Regions from separate parts of the Sus scrofa genome. Here region 1 is linked to region 2. Evidence: chromatin contacts called from public Hi-C data. All regions are on one chromosome and are shown on one strand. The core of a region is the stretch at or near the end of the contact, and the rest is flanking DNA. Distances in the headings are between cores, read along the strand shown.

What was found. Hi-C and Micro-C count contacts between places; a contact is called where the count stands out from the background.
Region 1: a contact with region 2 is called in a Hi-C map of heart right ventricle, with 3 times the contacts expected there. A contact is called at or near these places in 5 of 47 Hi-C or Micro-C datasets (heart right ventricle, liver and skeletal muscle).

What each region holds. Positions count from the first base shown.
Region 1 is chr4:71,830,767-71,836,873 of Sscrofa11.1, reverse strand. No RefSeq gene overlaps it. Among named protein-coding and RNA genes, the nearest start is that of ASPH, 69 kb to the left of the region's middle.
Region 2 is chr4:71,766,222-71,772,484 of Sscrofa11.1, reverse strand. No RefSeq gene overlaps it. Among named protein-coding and RNA genes, the nearest start is that of ASPH, 130 kb to the left of the region's middle.

The sequences.
Region 1 (6,107 bases), core at 2,519-5,018, 64 kb before region 2:
TTTTCCTTTCTTTCTTTCTTTTTTTTTTTTTTTCCTGTCTTTTTAGGCCACACCCACTGCATATGGAGGTTCCCAGGCTAGGGGTCAAATCAGAGCTGTAGCTGCTGGCCTACACCACAGCAATGTGGGATCCGAGCTGCATCTGCAATTTATACCACAGCTCACAGCCATGCCAGATCCTTAGGCCACTGAGCAAGGCCAGGGATTATCCTCGTGGATACTAGTTGGATTAGTTAACCTCTGTGTCACAATGGGAACTCTTATTTTCCAATATGAACTTTGGTGTTGGCTTTCGTAGCTACAGAAAAATCCTTATAATTTTTTTTCTAAGACCGCACTTGTGGCACATGGAAATTCCCAGGCTAGGAGTCGAATTAGAGCTGCAGCTGTTGGCCTATGTCACAGCCACAGCAATGCAGGACCACAGCTGCATCTGTGACATACATTGCAGCTTGGGGCAACACCAGATCCTAAACCCACTGAATGAGGCCAGGGTTTGAACCCACATTCTCATGGAGACTATACTGGGTTCTTAACCCACTGAGTCACAACAGGAACTCCTATAATTTTTTAGTCACCTTAATCTTATAAATCAGTTGAAGGAGAAATAACCTCTTAATCATGTATTAATCATCCTATCTCAAGAGGACATATCTTTTTGTTTGTTCAAGTCTTCTTTTGTCTACTCTAGGGGTATTTTAAAGTTTTCTGTACTTAGGTTTTATAAATTTCTTGTTCAATTTATTCCTAAGTATTTTATTTTTTGATTTTTAAAAAATTATTTATTTGCTTATTTAGTTTTTATTGTTATTTCCCTAATACAATTTTTTTCCTATTGCACAGCATGGTGACCCAGTTACACATACATGAATACATTCTTTTTTCTCACATTATCAGGCTCCATCATAAGTGATTAGACATAGTTCCCAATTCCTAAGTATTTTAAACTTTATTTTGCTATTGTGTTGTATTTTTTACCTGGTTATTGTTTCTTTATCCAAGTCTATTGACTCCTTCATATTAGTTTGACATTCCATCTTATCACTGAATTTTTTGAGTCTGATTTTGTTAAAAAAAACACTGTGGCATGACATTTGCTCGTCTATTTATATATTTATGCTCTTTTATGGTATTAATTTAGCTCTAACCCTTTGAATGATTTTTTTTAGCTGCAGTCTTGCTAACAAGGATATAATCAGAATTACACTTGAAATTTCCTATGATTTCCTTTAAGGAAAAACTTTCACCATATTTGCCATATTTAATGTTAAATTAAATGCTCAGTGTACTTAAACTTTTTCGAAGTGTGCTGCATTTCTGCACTCTTTGCAATCAAAGAAACTGGCAACATTTCTTTGCTAAGGGAGCAACACTTACTGTGTGATAAACACTAATCTAGAATACTGTAGATTTATTTTCTGCACAACTGGTAAGATGTAATTTCCCTCAACTTGGCATATTGATTTTATGGTCCTTATCATAAAATCACAGGCCTGGGAAGCACCTTGAAAAGCAACTATATTCAGTTCCCCTGGCTCCCCCGAGAACTAAAGAACTTGGCAAAAAGATACCCTACAATTTTCTTCAGAAGCCCATTTTAGTGTTTAATAATCCATAGGATTCTTAAAAGATTTTTATATCCATATTAAATTACCAATGGAGCATAGATTTTGAGTCTCAGTCCTAAAAAACTGGAATAAATGACCTTTTCCAGGGAAACAGACATCTCTGTCGGATCTGAAGAAGTGCTGTCTGTGTGAAATAAACTGAAAATATTACCTTTCCGGGCTGGAGCAAGAGAATTTCAATCAAGTGTTCAACTCCACAAAGTGTTTGTGCTGCAGCAAGCTGGACAGTTGTCATCAAATGTTCTTAGTTGCCACCTTCTTGGACTCTCATGGGTAATATGAGCACAGGACCGAAAGTGACAGTACAAGGTGAACTATGACCCAGAGACAGACAAATTGTGGCTGTGCTGTCAGGTAATGGGTCAGGTACACAGACAAGTATTTCAAGCTGATCTCAGCAGTCACGGTGTGTCTGAACAGAGGAGCCCCAGCTGAGCCAAGCTCCCCCACCCATGCATTGCTATGAGTCATTTCCAGGGCAGGACCTCCTTTCTTTTCACTTGTTCTCTAGATGCTGGTTTGCCTAATATTTGACCTTGACACCTCTGATGACTTCTGATCATGGGTAGTCATATCTTTACAGAACAAGCAGAAACTGTAGTGACTGGACAGCCTGGTGGTTCAGGGAAGGATGTCATTCATCCTTAGTAGCAAGAATAATGGACAATACATGGACAATGGCCACAAGAACCTCCCCAACATGCAGCAGACTTGTTGTGAGCAGTATACAAACTTTGGTTGTCTTAAACCATTGAGACATTTAGTTTGTTTCTTACTGCTGTGTGACTTAGCCTCTTCTGGCAACACAATTTTGAATCACAATTTGAAAGTGTTGCATTCTGCTCTTCTAACTGAACATTATGTCATTCATATTTTCTTCATGTTGCAATATTTAAAAATAATTTTCCTTTTAATAATGAAGTAATGTGAGATAATAATCCCTCAAGGAGATGCATCATTATTTACTTAACTAATTCCATATGGTCAATTATTTACACTCTTCCCCCTTTTTTATGTAAATAATACTGAAAATGGATTAATCCATAAAATTTCTTCAGATTTAATTTCCAGGAGTAGGTTACTGATTTCTTATAAATTATAAATCAATATATTTCTTCAGGGTCTCAAACCATGCAAAGGTTTGAACATTTATAGAGGATCACACTGAGGTCAATACACAGTGGCTTACGGATGAGCTTAACAATGGTTGTGTGGCCCTAAAGTCAACACAGGAGATGGGTCTATGCTACGCCCCAGTCCATAGATGCTTCACTCAGGACTAAGGCACTAGCTTTGCTTTCTGGGTGGTGAGGCCCCAGCCGTAACTATTCCTGCTCTCACAGGCATGGTCTTGTCACTGGGGCAGCCATCACTGCTGTAGACCCTGTTGTGTCCTGGGGCTGCTGTTCCTAAGCCCTGGGCACTCCTAATCTCAGGGCCCTGACTGTGTTCTCCTGGTCTCCTCAGTGGGAGCATCCTGGGTGCTGCAGAGGCTGGAGGCTCCGAAGGATCTGACTGGTTAGGAGATGAGGAGAAGGTACAGCCCACAGAAGAACTCGACCAATAGGAGATGGAAGCAGTGGATAATTCCTCTAATATCCTCTTGAATACAGTTTGAAAATACTGTACTTTCCCACAGCTTCTCTGAGGACAAGAGCAATCAGACACTCCCCGTGTCACCAAGCCGTCATTCAGTACTGTGTTTTCTGTGTTTGCCCTCCCTCCTCGCTCCTCCTCGGCTTTACTGCAGTGAACTGGTGCTTCCCTGAGGTTGAGGTCCTCTCAGAACGTGTTAGCCTATGAAGTTGTGCCTCAGGCTTCGTTTCTCTGGAGCCTATTCCCCAAATCTCAGCTGCCTGTCTACACCGATGCCAAATAGAAGTGCAGAGACAGAGTTGGAGGAAACAGAAAAAGTAGCTTTAATTGCCAGGCCAAGAGGGAAACACAGCAGGCTGTGCCTCAAGGGCTGTGCCCCCCCCCCCCCGAAGTGGATAGTGAGGAGCTTTATGGTGTCAAGGAACAGCGTGTGATCAGCTGGGGACCTTTTCCTGCTTGCTGGGTGGTGAGGTAATTGAGAGTCATCGTCATCAGCCTTGTGGTTCCAACCAGTCTGGGGTCTGCGTGCTTGTGGGCAGCACACAGTTAACTTCTTAAACTGGACAGGGTTTCAGATCTGCAAAACAGCTCCAAGGACATGACTCAGAATCTTATCTACAGTCCTCAAAGAACTGAAGGCCTTTGACTTTGTTGAATGGCTAAATTATTACTACTGTTTTCCTTTTTCTCTGTATTTGCTCACTTCTCTGATTAAACTGGTTCTTTGACTAATATTTTTCTATAGATAAAAAGGTAGGTGGAGGACAGGAATGGGAGTCCACTCTGGGAAGGCCTCACAGAGTTCTGCTCCGTTACAAACCTAGGCATGGAGATTACTATTACCTGAAAAAAACACCAGAAAAAATGACAGCAAAAAACCATGAAATCACTCTCCTTTATGTTAGCAGAATTCTGATACTACTCTTACTATTATAATATGATTAAAGACGTTGCAGGAGTTCCCGCCGTGGCGCAGTGGTTAACGAATCCGACTAGGAACCATGAAGTTGTGGGTTCGATCCCTGCCCTTGCTCAGTAGGTTAAGGATCCAGCGTTGCCATGAGCTGTGGTGTGGGTTGCAGACGTGGCTCTGATCCCACGTCGCTGTGGCTCTGGAGTAGGCTGGTGGCTACAGCTCTGATTGGACCCCCTAGCCTGGGAACCTCCATATGCCATGGGAGCGGCTCTAGAAAAGGCAAAAAGAAAAAAAAAAAAAAAAAAAAAAAAAAGAAAGAAAGAAAGAAAGAAAGAAAAAAAAGATGTTGCAAAGGAGACAAAGTTTCTAATTCAAGTTCATGTTAATGGATGTTACTATAAACCTTTGGGGTTTGTACAGCTAGGCTAAAAGAGACTTTTTAATTTTCCATAAGCACGAGGGATCTGCTTTTTGCATGTGACCAGAACACCTTGAGCCACAGTAATAAGGAGAAAAATAGTACCATTCAGTAGATTTTTCAAAAAAGAAATAAAGAAAATATGTCAGATGATGTCTAAGTGCTAATGTAAACTTCCTTGTGTCTAAAACTTTTTTTCTGGAGTTCCCGTTGTGGCGCAGTGGTTATCGAATCCAACTAGGAACCCTGAGGTTGCGGGTTCGATCGCTGCCCTTGCTCAGCGGGTTAAGGATCCGGCGTTGCCATGGGCTGTGGTGTAGGTCGCAGACGCGGCTCGGATCCCGCGTTGCTGTGACTCTGAGGTAGGCTAGCGGCTACAGTTCCGATTTGACCCCTGGCCTGGGAACCTCCATATGCCACGGGAGTGGCCCTCAAAAGGCAAAAAGACGAAAAAAAAAAAAAAAGAAAACTTTTTTCTTTTAATTCTAGATTTAGTAAGATACATAATTACAATTAGAAAGTGAAGGGTAATATATTTTATGTTTAACCAGCAAAGAAGGTACGTTAAATATAAAAGGCACAAGTGTAGTGCATTTTGTTAATGGCTTTTTTGGTTCCTGAACAGTAGTTTGTTTATTCAGAGTTTATGGTTGAAAAGTAAACCTGGGAGGAAAGGAAAATCCTTTATAGCAGTTGTTCAGCTCACATAAATCTTTAAAATCACACGTGCAACCAAAGCAGAAGGTTTGTGTCCTGCCCTCGCATAGGTCTTGCTCATGAACCATTTACTACACAGTGTGCTTTTCACCCGAATTGTTGTCACCATAGATTAGGAGGAGGAGGCACGACACTCACTCAAGGAAGGGGAGTAGAACATGGCTCACATGTGCCAGTGCGAGTGTGCCTCACTCGGGTGAGGGCTGAGTGTTTCTCCCCAACTGTCCCTCTGTCATTGAATGCAGCTCCAGAGTCCTTACCTCTCTTGCTCTGCATGCAGGCGCAGGGAGTTCCCATAGCCAGCCCCCAGCTGTGCTGCTCATGCCCACTTCCTAAAGCCTACCATCCCACCCTTCCCGAGTGCTCTGTCCTTCTGGCTTTGAGGCTTTTCCAGGAGCTCCTGAGGGGTGGGCTCCTAGAATAAACACCACAGAACAAAGTGCTGGGGAATTAGCGTCACCAGATTTGCTTCTCTCTCTATAGCCAGTAACCCTCTAGAGCTGCAGGTAGATATCCTAGCTCTCTCTCTCTCCTTTGATGGGATAATTCTAAAATGCCAAGCTGCTTGTTTATATGAGTGTTACTTAAAATATGCACTGCTGTCTGGTGCAAAACTTGATAGTACTGATCAGATCTCACTGTTCAGACCTTCTTCCTGCCAGCTAAAAGAAAGACAGTACCTTAAAGAAGAACAATTCTCCCTTAAAATCCTAAAATCCCAAGTAAAACTATTAAAATTCCATTTTCTTTTCTTTTCTTTTCTTTTTTGGCCACCCCATGGTATATGGAGTTCCTGGTGCAAGGATCAGATCTAAGCCACAGTTGCAACCTA
Region 2 (6,263 bases), core at 2,380-4,879:
AAAGCCTGCTCCAGGGCAAAGCATTTACTTGGTATTTATCCCAGGTCGGGGAAGAGAATTCCTCCTCTCCAGGCTTCCAGTCTCAGAAAATGGGGAAAATAGTCAGCAGGGTCAGGACTTCAGGAAAGCAAATTGGGAATTAGAGAAAGGAGGGGGCAACAGGGGGATATGGAGTAGGAGCCTTATAACTAGAGAAGTACTTGGTGAGGTCACAGTCCTGAGACACAGGCTGGCTAGAAGACCGAGGTTTAGATGGAAGATAATACACTCTCCCTCGTCCACACCTTACCACCACACCGATGAACTCCTTGTTTGATGAACACAGCACACTTCTAAATAACACACAGCTCCAGAAGAAGTCTCAAGAAAAAATTTTAAACATTTTGAGCTCATTAAAAATTGTTTTAAAAATCAAAGTATGTGGGGTACAGGAAAAACAGTGCTTAGAAGGAGATTTATAGCATTAAATGTATATATTGGAAAAGAAGAGGATCTAAAATCAATCATCTAATCTTAGGTGGAGAAGTAGGTGGAGAAAGAAGAGCAAATAAAAGCTAAAACAGGTAGAATAAAGGGAATAGTAATTTTAAAATACAGTGTGAATCAATGAAAGTGAAAAAAAAACAGAAAAATCAATAAAACAAGCTAGTTCTTGGAAAAGATCAATACAATTGATCCATCTCCTATCAGACTTACAAAGAGAGAAGAGAGAGGATACGAATTATCTGCTGTTACTTCATCATTCTTCTTAGACTTTCAAACCTCAGCTCGGCTGTCTGTATCCTCTCCTCCAAGAGGGCCCTTCACCAAGCTCCAGCCTCCCTAATTTGGATAATTAACTACTAGATAGAGAATCAGGTCTTCATATTTTGTACTTAAAATTTTCTCCAGCACTAGAACAGTGCAGTAGGAACTCAACTGAATGGATGAACACGAACAGCTATGACTTCCTAGTTGTGCCGCATCATAGAATGAAGCCTACTGCATCTTCTTGCCCAGATACCTTTTGCCTAGGTCAAATCCTCCCATTGCTGTCTGGTTTACATAATGTGTTTCTTGGTAGCAGATGTCATGATTGCAATTTAACTCTTAGGGAAAGGATTGTTCAGTAGAAGTATGGCTTTCACTGGTCTATACACCTAGTAGAATATTGGTCTTTTTTTACTCATGAGTGAATTTCAGAGTCTGGGACCCTACCTAGCACATAGCAAGATCTTAGTATATATTTCTAGGATAAATACTTTAAAAGGAATGAAGGAATAAAGGAAGAGAGGAATAGAGGAAGGGAGGGAAGAGGAAGAAAAGAAGAAAGAAGGTTGAAGAATAGTGTGAGAAGAGCTTGGTCATGTAGGTGGTCCAGGAAAGAGGATTGCGTACTATTTTTTTCACTTCATCCTGCTAATAATAAGGGGCCAAAAAAGAATTTTAGGCAAAGGAATAGCATGGTTTAGGAAATAATGTAAAAGTGGATTATGGAACAAAAAAGCTAAAGACAAATAGCAAATATAGTGTAGGAAAGAGATGATAGAAGCAAAAATCAAGGCAGTAATTGTGTAAAAATCAAAAGAGCTAGTGTCTAGTGGGTAAAAGCAATAAGGCTTGAAAACAGTACTGTCACGTGCATTCTCTATCCACAGAAGTAGTTGGTTTCAGGACCATCTGGCATTTGGTTACTGAGCAGAATACCATAAAATAAAAAGTCACTGATAAGTAAAAGTGCATTATGTTCCTAGTAAGAACATCAGAATTCAATACTAGTTTAATGTTTTAAAATGCATCATTGTGCCTGCAATCCCAGTACCACAGGACAAATGTTGGGTAGATTACATAGAAGATTGCAAAGGAGAGCTTTTGAAGAATTAAAAATAAGGCAGAACTTTCTTAACTCAGGACACAAGTGCCAGCTGATCTTAAAATCCTCAAGGCGCCCCACCATGGGCATTTTGAGCCCAGAGATGCTTCTGTGGCCCCAGCAAACTTCACCTCTGTGATGTGATAAAAAGAGCCCAGAGATGCTTCAGTGGTCCCAGTGAACCTCACCTCCGTGATGTGATTAAAAAATAAGGTGTCTTCTGAATTTCAGACAAGAAAGTTGTTGCTTTTGGAGAATTATTTATTTTTTAGACAAGGATAAATTTAAGTCATGACTGAACACTGGCATGTTTTGAGGAGGAAAAATATTCTGGGAGACCATATCACTGCAGAGGAAAACAAATTCCATAACCAAACTGAGCACCGTATGGTTAAATAGTTTCACTGAGAATTTATTTACATTTACCTATAGCATTTGCTTTTTGTACAACATTTTTTTGGATAATTGATTATAAATACTATCTATAGAAAATAAAATTAGGAACAATAAATAACTTATTAAATTGTAGCTTATAGTACATGACCTTTGTATTGGCCTAGAGTAGCGTGTGTATTTATCATATTTGCAAGAGTTAGAATACAGTGTTTTCTTTTTTCTCCCCAAATTAACTTAATGGTTTAGAGAAATATTCAGTAATATATAGGATAAAATTTATTTTGGATATGTCAAAAATAAATTCAGTATGTGTATTTCTAAGTTACTGAATTAATTATAATTTGAATTACATTGTTATTTTCAATCTTCAAACAAGAGTGATTTTAAAATGGGTTTTCATAGTTTTTGCATTTATAATTTATATTCTGATCATCTCTATGTTCATTTCTGTTTGTATGGCCAAAATCTGTACTCTGATTCTGATCAGTCTCTATTTTAAATTTCTGAGAAAAACTTGAATTCAGATCTGTTTTGAGATCATCTGAGCCATTTTGTGCTTGGTGTTCTGTGCTTTGTTCTCACTGTAACGTATTTGATATGTGCAAGCCCTTGTTATCCTCCTTGCAGACAATCCTTTATCAATATAATTCAGTATTTGAATTCTGGAACAATAATTCTATAATATGATGTCAGAGTGAATAACACATTATTTCATTCATCCTCTTGTAACAGTTTACTAATGTTTTTATGAAAAGACATGATAAACATAAGACACTTCTGATTACTATGTGTCAAAAGCTATTCTGACTGTTTTAAACCAACCCATACAGTAACTGTTATATGTAAAAAGTCACTAATAATAGGAGCCCAGTGAAGTCAAGGGAATCAAAAGATATGACTTTTAAAGAGGCTGAAAATCTCCATTTAAAAAACCCAACATAGCAATCTAATAGTGTTTAATTTAGGCACACATACTATTTTGATATTTCTTTCATGGTTGAAGTGGCAGATTACAGTTTCCAAAAATGTCCACAGAGTATTCTTTGTCCTGTATCCTTTTCCAGAACTTTGCCACTCCCCCATCAAGAGGTAGAATGGAATTCCCCTCCCCTCAAAATGAGACAGAGCTGTGGCTGCCTTGACAAGGAGAATATGGCAGAATTCAAGAACAAGATAGGCCACAGTCATTTGTTTAACTTCCACCAGCCTCCTTCCAGTCTTTGGGTGTTCTCCTGTGAACCCACCACAAGGTTGTAAAAGAAACCAGGCCACACAGTGGGGCTGATTGTAGGAGTTCTGGCTGACAGCACCCGCTAAGGCCTCAGCCAACAGCCTACATCAGCTTGCAGACATATGTGTGAGTGAGCCCTGTTTTCCAGCCTTTGCGTCATCCAGCTGAGACCCCAGATATCAGAGCGGAGAAGCAGGCTGTCTCCCTGGGGCCCTGCCTGAATGTCTTACAGCCAAATTTGTGAGCATGATAAATGGTTGCTTAAGCTCCTCAATTTCACAAGCATAATAACTGGAACAGCTATCTAGGTCTGCATATTCAATTTCATATTACGGTATCACATTAATAGATGTTTGTTACCAATTTCATAAACAGTATTTTGCAACTTTTCTCAGAATGTGCCAAGGATCTTGTAAGGATTATGATTTCAAGTATAATGTGGATGATGACAATATACAGAGAAATATATGTTTAAGTTGTCCATACTAGCAAAATCTGGGAAGACTTAAGATTTAAATTTCGTACCGTACTTGAGAAAATGATTGGCTTATTATACTTATGAACAATTTCAGGCTTACAATAATAGAGCTGGTGCTATGTGGAGGAAATTATTTCACATTATTGTCTCCCTGTGTGCAAATGCCCACTGTCTTTGTTTTCCTTTTTTTTTTTCTCAAAAGAATGGTAAGTTTGATGAGAACTAATAACAACTTATTAAAAACAAAGCTCCCTATTTATATTTTATAGCCTTAAACCTTGGTTCAAACTGGAGAAAAGCAATCCTTTTGAAATACATTTCGTAAGGATCTAACCTTTGCAAGATAAATTCTCTTGGATTAAGTAAAAACTCTTTTGAAATAGTCAAATTCAAATTACAGAGCCATGAGAGTTTGGGGGTACATCAGTATTAGTCCATTTCCATTATATATATAATACGGTCAAACAGTTATAAAATGTACTGAATATGCATTTATATAATTTCTAATGATGCAACTGAATTTCATGAAGTTCAGTGACTATCAAGATCATTATCATAGATAAGTTTTACATTCTATATCTATAATTTTCACAGTCTTACCTGCTGTATTACAATACTAACTGATATGTTTCAGGCTTCCTCCTCAGATTTAGTCTGATGAAATAATAATTCCAATAAAATGGACCAATGATTAGTTATACTGATAACACTAGAAACAACAGATTAGAAGTGGCCTAACTACGTGGCCTCTGACTGCCTGGCTGCAGGCAGAGCTGTGTGCAGCTGAACAACAAACCCAGCAAATTGAAACAACAATAACCCTCTTTACCTTAAACATCCTACCTAATTAAGTTTCCTGGCATGTGAAATGCATCCACTGTGAGAAATGATGTCTCAGACACCACTCACCATTTAACATTTTTATGTCATGAAGAAATATAAAAAAGATTTTCTCAAGTAGATGGTAGTTGTATGCATATATATGTAATAAAGCTTATTCTGATATCAATGAGTGGAGATCCACAACTTATATTTGCTGTAGAAATCTCTATATTTCACTTTTATAAATGAGTGCAAATAGCTTAGGGTTATAAAAGAATTAAGAACCACAACCATAAGAAGACTATCTGTAAGGGTCCCAGACTTTTGGTATAGTTGATGACAAGTAATACACACAAGAGCAATAACTCACATTTTGCATAAGGAGAGACATGACAGAGAGAGTAGAATATAGTTTGAAAGAAGATCTCCAAGGACAGCCTTGCAGTCGGCATCTTTGAAATCATAAGACATGAGGAGAACAGAAAAAAAAAGAGCAAACAGAAAGCCTAGTAATTTAGGGGGAATTGAACAGAAAGTAAAGGATAGCAAAACAAACATGGCATCCCCAAGGAGAAGCCCCAAAGGAACAACAAAACTACTGTCACAGCCTAGACAAAAGATAGCAAAGGATTCCTGGGAATGTGATTGCAGTTTCTTACTGTGGGTGTTCACAACGGTTTCCCAAAGTGACTGAACCATTTTGTACTCCCACCAGCAATGCAGGAGAGCTCCATTCACTCTGCACCCTTGCCTTTTTTTGTACATTTAGGATTTTTAAAATTTAATCATTCTAATATGTATTAAGTATATTCAGTATTTTTAATATCCCATTTACAACATAGCACTGGGTGATTTGGAGATAATGAAAGATAAGGCAGAAATGTCTTACTGTTTATAATCTCACAATTATAATCTAGTTTGAAATCAAAACCCAAGGCCTTTGTTCATTGGTATTAATTAGCAACATATAAAAACAACTCCTACTTTATTTAGAAGGTTACTATTATGTTCATTCTTATTTTTTCTTAAAATTTAGTGCAACGTTTACCTTCCACTGTACTTGAGCATTAGTTTAGGCACAGCAAACTGTAATTCTTCTCTTGTGGTGGTATATGAGTGACATTTGGGATGCACATTGTTCCAGTCGTATTCTCTGAATGCATTTTCGTTTATAACTGCAACTCTAAGTACTGGGAGGTAACAGATGATAGCAAATGTAGGCTGGGTACATGAAAAGGCGTGCGTTGTCTCATCACAGTGGTAGGTTGAGTTTCGGACCACATTCTTCATCTTTCCCCATATCCACCTTTTGCCATGGAACTTTGCAGTCCTGCCCCTAAGTATCAGACTGTACTTTCCCATGTCGTCAAATTTGACTTGGCCATGTGACTCTGAGCAATTTGTTGATTGTGGTTGTGATAAGCAGAAACTGGAAATGAACTCACACAGTGGGGCTTGTCCTCTTATACTTTTGCCATTTTTTT